2 separate regions of the Mus musculus genome follow, and region 1 is linked to region 2. Evidence: chromatin contacts called from public HiChIP or PLAC-seq data. All regions are on one chromosome and are shown on one strand. Each heading gives the region's core, a stretch centred on a gene start, on an enhancer-like site or on the middle of the called end of the contact. The rest is flanking DNA. Distances are from core to core; before and after follow the strand shown.

Region 1 (3,179 bases), core at 81-2,580, 210 kb before region 2:
TGTTGGAGACTGAAACCAGACCTTTAGCTAAGTTATGTTCACAGGTGAGCAGATTTGGAGAGCTAGGCTAAGAACCATAGTTAAGAATTTACAGTGTGAACCTTGTGTGATGACCCTCAGCATAAGAAAATACAACGTTTGTTATACAAACTAAGTATGCCTACCTTATTGCTCGAAACAGTGACTATAACCCTAGCACTCAGTGGGTAGTGAGTGGTAAGAATATCAAGAGTTCAAGGTCAGCTTCAGGTATGTAACAAATACTCAATGAGACCCCATCCAGAAATAAGGAAATGAAAGGGAAGGGAAGGGAAGGGAAGGGAAGGGAAGGGAAGGGAAGGGAAGGGAAGGGAAGGGAAGGGAAGGACGAGACTCTGAGAATTAATGAGGCATAACCCTTTGGACATGTCCATGAGGGTGTTTCCAAGATCTTTAGAAGTTAAGACACACCCTGAATGCAGGCTTGGATATTAAACTGAATAAAACAAACAAACAAACAGGAGTGGTGGTGAGGTGAGCATCAGCATTGTCCTTTTTCTGCTCCTGGTCCTGGGAAATTTAAGGCATCTCAACTGCAGACCCCCACAGCCATGAGCTCTTTTATACCCTCCCGCCATGACCAAGTGTCCCCCACTCAAGCCATAAACTACAACAAACCCTTTCTTCCCAAAGTTCCCTTTTGAATCAGGTATTTGTCATAGAGATGGGAAAAGTAACTTAATGTAGGAGCCAGGACCCCAGGATTCAGCTTTAAGTCTGATGTCAGCTTACTGTGTGGCCTTGGAGACGTCATCTAATGCTTTTTGGCTACTGGTGTCCACACATGAAATGGAAGAAATTATCCCTCTCATCAAAAACAGAAGCATCTGATACCAGTGAACATCAGAAACGGCCTCAGCAGCCCTGTGTTAACACACGTGCTGACCCCAGTCTCTGTGTGCTGGCCTACATGCCCTGGGACGTGGGCAATCCTTGTGTTAACACTGGCAAAGTAACTCTGCTTTGTATGCTTGACTGCAATGAATCAGGCCGCTGACAGAACCATCCTGAAAGTTCAAAGAGACCTCTAGAACCTCCGTCCTGGCTGTGCAGATTCTGAACTGCTGAGAGGGAGCATGGTCCAGAGTGGTTTTGAACCACGAACTCAGGTAGAGACCTTAAGTGGAAGCAAATGGACCTGGAAAGTTAGAAAGATGCAGATGTCCATCACAGGCAAGGCGTTATGTATGTGCTTCACACACTTGCCGGCTGCCTGAGGAGGTCAGAGAGGGTATCAGATCCCCGGGGACTGGAGTTACCAGTGGTTGTAAGCTGCCGTGTAGGCACTGGGAACTGAACCCACATCCTCTTCAACCACTGGTGTTCTTAACTACTATGTCATCTCTCCAGCTCCACCCAGAACTGCTTTTAGAGGGGGTTTCCCCTTTTCACTCTTCTTATCACAGAGAGTGGGTAAGGTAATAATGCCCATTAGCGACCTAAGGATCAAACTGTTAAACAAGCAAACCAACCCAGAGAGAGGACTGCAGGGGCCCAGCTGCTCAGTACAGTTAAATGAGCCAAACATGGGAGAGAAAAGGGCTGGCTGTGATGCCACTGTCCCACGGCCCTGATGGGCACTGTGGACACTGCAGTGTGAGGCTCACCACATCTAGCTAGAGTTTTCCTTTTTCCTTTTGGGCTGCAGGTGCTGTAGCTTAAAGTAACAATGCTCTCGATTCGAACAGACTCACAGCAGCAACATGGGAGTGGAGGGACAAATGAAGTGATTGATGTGGCAGCAAGCCGTGGTGACATGGGTCTGGTGAGACAGGTATGGTGAGATGGGTATGGTGAGACAGGTATGGTGAGATGGGTATGGTGAGACAGGTATGGTGAGATGGGTATGATAAGACAGGTATGGTGAGACGGGTCTGGTGAGACAGGTATGGTGAGACGGGTATGGTGAGATGGGTCTGGTGAGACAGGTATGGTGAGATGGGTATGATAAGACAGATATGGTGAGACGGGTCTGGTGAGACAGGTATGGTGAGACAGGTATGGTGAGATGGGTCTGGTGAGACAGGTATGGTGAGATGGGTATAGTGAGACAGGTAAGGTGAGACAGGTATGGTGAGATGGGTATGGTGAGACAGGTATGGTGAGATGGGTATGATAAGACAGGTATGGTGAGACGGGTCTGGTGAGACAGGTATGGTGAGACGGGTATGGTGAGATGGGTCTGGTGAGACAGGTATGGTGAGATGGGTATGATAAGACAGATATGGTGAGACGGGTCTGGTGAGACAGGTATGGTGAGATGGGTCTGGTGAGACAGGTATGGTGAGATGGGTCTGGTGAGACAGGTATGGTGAGACAGGTATGGTGAGATGGGTCTGGTGAGACAGGTATGGTGAGATGGGTATAGTGAGACAGGTAAGGTGAGACAGGTATGGTGAGGCGGTCCTATAATCCCAGTGCTTGGCCCATCACAGGAGGAGAATTGACTGCCGTGAGTTTGAAACCAGCTTGAATTACACAGAAAGATTTTGTCTTCAAACTAAAAAGAAGATATTCAAAGTAGATAAATAAACAGATGGCTAAATGACAATGTAAAGAGGCTGCCAGGTAATCTAGAAGGCTGGATGGGGGTTTGTGTTAGATTAAAGGGAGCCCAACTGACAGCTAATTATAACACATGGACCTTGTGTGGGTCCTAATTGAAGCAACACAACTCTAGGAAGCATTTGTGAGACAGCTGGGGATATCTGCCAATGAACTAGGTTAATAACAAAGACTTGCTAATTTCATTAGATGCGATAATGGGACAACGGGCTGAGGCACTGCGGTTACATTACGTAAGATGGCCCTATTCTTTCAGAACTGTACTGAAGTTTACAGGTGCTGATCAGTGGAGTGACATACTTGGCTTTTCCTCCTCTGGAGTTTTCTAGTTCATCAAAGGGAAAAGAAAAAGTGGCAAAGCCTTGGTGATTACTGAGTCGTGGGATGGATTCCGAGGTTTGTTGTTTCACTCATCTAATAGACACCATTTTCAAATGCGAAGGCAAGGTACAAGAAGAGACCCATCAAGAAATCATCATGGTGGAAGGCCCAAGAGCAGGCAACCCCATGTCTTTGCAATGACATGCCTTCTCATGAAGCTCTGTGGACGACATGGCACCTTTATCCCTCTCTGA
Region 2 (3,595 bases), core at 786-3,285:
GAGTCCGTCTATGCGACAATGCACACCAGGCACATATGTGAACATCCCTTAAATGTAGTGTTTGCCCATTGCTGAGAGAAACTTGTCTTCTTTGGTATAAACTGCTGCTGTGTTCAAGATTTAAGAGCAAATTCTTGATTTGGGGGCATTGTTTGCCATCTCTGAATAAAAGACACTGCCAATGAATAATGGTAGTTATGGCTGTGTCTATGAAAGTGTTTCCAGAAAGGTTTATCGAAGCAGGGGAGACCCATCTTGAATGTTCAGGCACCATCCTCTGGGCTGGGGTCCTAGATTGAATAGAAAGAGCAAGTGAGCAAAGAACAAACATTCATTTCTCATTGGGATGACTGGGGCAGCCAGTCACTGCTTCTGACCTGCCTTCCCCAACACTGTCTGTTTGCCCAACTGTGAGCTAAGACAAACCCTTCCTTTCTTCGGTTGATTTTGTCCGTTACTTTCTCACAGTTATGAAATGTGTTCTTTACTCCCTTGAGTGTGTATCACGTACAAAATTATGCAGTGGGGCTGTGGCACTGTGCATCAAGGCGATTATACAAAACTGTCTACTTTATATGTATATACATGAACTTGTGCATGTGTCAGAGGTCCGTTCAGGTGTGTCTTCCTTAAGAGATGGCCACCTTGTTTTGAGACTGGATCTCATTGGCTGGAACCCACTGGTTAGGATAGGCTGGCTGGCCAGCAAGCCCCAGAGATCTGCCTGTCTTCCTCTTCTTAGCACTGGAATGACAAACATGCTCCACCAAGCCTGCCTTTCTGTATGGATGCTGAGGAGTAACTTGGGTTCCCATACGCATATGACAAACACTTTCCCAACTAAGTCATCTCTGTAGTCCTGCCACTGTACTGCAGAGGCAAGTATTAACACATAATAAATACAGAGGGTGGGCACTGGTGGGATAAATGAATATAAATGCATGGGTCAAGAAAATTACCGTTTCCACAGCATGTGGCCTTTTTGATCACATGTAGGTTGGAGCAAGCTTTGTAGCACAGCTAACAAGACTCTATGCTTAGCTATGGGAAGGGCAAATCTGACTTGTGCCACAAAAGCTGATCTCAGGCTCCGTCTCAGCCATTGCTTTTAGCAATTTTCTTTCCCGGTTTTATTGTTCTCTCTCCTTTTGTACTCAGGATTTCTCTCCAAAACAGCATCTGTTTTCCTTTGTAGACTGTGTCACCTCAACCCTTTCAAGCAGCCTGTGGACTCTGAGCAGGTGAGCTCACTAGTTTATACCTCTATACCTTTATATGTTTATTCTTATGCCTTAAGTGTTTTCATGCAATCTCTCTTTCATGATCCCTTGGAAGTCACATTTCCTGTAATTCAGGTGACAGAGCGAAAGCCATACGATACATGGCTAGGTGTCTACCAGTCCCACACGGTGCTTACCTGGGACTTACCAGGTCCAGACTAATCACAGTGCATTAGGAACGACTTCCAGTTGGGTGGTGTTAGAGGGAGTTTTATCTGAAAATGATTCCAAAACCTGCAAGAAACAAAGCAAAGAGACATGAACATTGAATGTCAAAGCCTCTTGCTTGGCCAGGAATTCTTTGGTGCCTGGTCTCAGCTCTCCCCAGAGGACAGTCTTGCTCTGCTGTTTCAGTAACTGAATTTTTGAGACCCTTAAAACAGGACAGCTATCTGTCTGTTTGTGGTGAGCCCACTTTACGGAGTTCCCATTAGTGAAAGTTACCCTCATACAAGATGCACAAAAGCATCATGTTGGAGTGTTAGTGAAGGTGACCACACCCCCTTAGATGTAGGAAGGTGAACCTGCTCCCTGAAGAATGGCCTGGCTGAACTAGCCCCAGAAATGGCACACACAAGAACTCAGGAAAGCATGGGGGACTTGCCAAGAGATGCAGACATGACTCATCCAACCACTGTTTCAAATGGTAAGAAGCAGATTGTCTATACTTGTGTGGCACTGAGACACTGTGGTATCATCTGCCCCCACCCCCAGCAATAGGTGACAAGTTTTTGAAGACGTTATATCCACAGAAGTGTGGGTATGCAGAGATATAGGCCAGGAAGACACAGCCCTTTATCAAGAGTCATCCTGAGAGAGGGCAGAGGGAGAGGCAGGAAACAGACAGGTTTCACAGGAGGGGCAACTGAAACCATAAGGGCTATAACAGACGACACATACTCCTACGTTCTTTATATTTTAAAATACAATTTTAAGACACTAAGGGGTGGGGGCTGCGTGTGGTAGCTCACACCTGTTATCTCAGTATTTTGGAAGCTGAGCCAGGGAGGATCATGGGAGGTTTGGGGACAGCTTAGGTTCTGAAATGAGTTCCAGGCTGATCTGGGGTATAGAACGAAGGCCTGTCTCAACCAACCCAACCAAACAAAGGAAACCAAAATTTTAAAAGAAATAAGTTTAAAAAAATGTAAACGAATATTTCAATGCACTCGCTAGAGGGCTTTACTTAGACGTTCTAATTTTTTTAAAAATTCTACTCTAATTAGTTTATTTTGTGTGTGTTTCTATGTGTGTGAGAATGCATGCATGTGTGCCTGGTGTGCATGTAGTGGTCAGAGAACAACGTTCAGTAGTCATCTCTTTCCCTCCACTGTATGTCCCACTGGAACTGAATTCCGGTCAGCAGGCTTAACAACAGAACCCGTTCCTGCCGAACCATCTCTGCAGCCCAGACATTTTACATAATAGGACTTTTCAAAATTAAATGTCTTCATCTTTTCAGAGAGCCAGTAGTGATGGTAAGACTACATTCTTTTCACTGACCTTGTGCATGTAAAGATAGAAATCTTTCTCAGATCCCAAATATGATCTTAATAATATGTGAAGTTTCTGAGTATAAGCAAGCACAAATACAGTGGGCCATTCCTGTAAACCCCCAGTCTACAGAACACTGAGCTCAAGTTTCTTGTTAAAAAGGAGAGCCAGATATGATGTAAACCCAGCCTATGAGAGACGATGAAGTAGAGATTGTCAGGAGTTAGCCTGGGCAACAGGATGATATGTTGTCAAAAACACAGAGGAAAAAAAAAAGATGGAGCCCCATATCTCTGCTAACTTGGGGAGCACGGTCAGCCAGTGACTACACTTCCCTGTATAACCCCCTGTGCCCCATGCCCCTCCCCACACACAGCCCCGTGGCCTCAAGCATTCTCAGGATAGGCTTACAGATGATGGTATATATCAGGGTCCCGCAGCAATCGGGTCTGGAATCCAATATACAGATCATCCCACAGCAGGCCGTTCTTCACCACGTACCTGATGACATCCACCCGGCTATGGATCTGAAATGGAAACACAGCAGCTCTCAGGGGGCCCTGGCAAGGTTTGGGAGTCCATTCCCTCCTATCCTTAGAAAAAGTAGCTACCACGCTGACAGGAGTGCAGAGTGAAAGAGAGAAGGGGAGAAGTCTCCTGGAGGCAGGTCACAGGCTGAGAACAGAAGGAGGGAGCCAAGAGCCACTGGGACAGAGTGGCGGGAAAGCAGGGTGCAGATGAGAAGCTGGGCAAATCCACAGCTCAAATCCAGGGTCGAGCTTATAACTACTGCCTCAGTTTCTTCATCTATAAAATGGAGA

Evidence for each region. HiChIP or PLAC-seq counts read pairs in DNA pulled down with a chosen protein or histone mark.
Region 1: a BATF HiChIP or PLAC-seq map of CD8 T cells shows a contact between it and region 2, with 7 read pairs. The contact joins two enhancer-like sites. A contact is called at or near these places in 1 of 15 datasets of contacts at CTCF or cohesin (the NIH/3T3 cell line), 6 of 484 Hi-C or Micro-C datasets (B cells, the HPC-5 cell line, bone marrow-derived macrophages and 3 more), 8 of 115 datasets of contacts at active chromatin or transcription factors (CD8 T cells, T-cell acute lymphoblastic leukemia, cardiomyocytes and 5 more) and 4 of 9 other capture datasets (adipose tissue, embryonic stem cells, liver and 1 more).

Annotation. Positions count from the first base shown.
Region 1 is chr13:24,680,707-24,683,885 of GRCm38.p6, reverse strand. All of the region lies in intron 8 of Ripor2 (RHO family interacting cell polarization regulator 2), which reads right to left. Among named protein-coding and RNA genes, the nearest start is that of Ripor2, 44 kb to the right of the region's middle. Within about 2 kb of position 1,330, at least 25 of the 459 cell types and tissues checked have an H3K27ac peak or open chromatin away from gene starts, as enhancers often do. A contact at or near this core is called in CD8 T cells, where this site is marked.
Region 2 is chr13:24,466,466-24,470,060 of GRCm38.p6, reverse strand. Cmah (cytidine monophospho-N-acetylneuraminic acid hydroxylase) reads right to left here. Exons shown (of 17, transcript NM_001111110.2): 15 at 3,186-3,301; 16 at 1,418-1,514; 17 at 1-290. The coding sequence ends at 1,439. Among named protein-coding and RNA genes, the nearest start is that of Gm22013, 19 kb to the left of the region's middle. Within about 2 kb of position 2,035, at least 13 of the 459 cell types and tissues checked have an H3K27ac peak or open chromatin away from gene starts, as enhancers often do. A contact at or near this core is called in CD8 T cells, where this site is marked.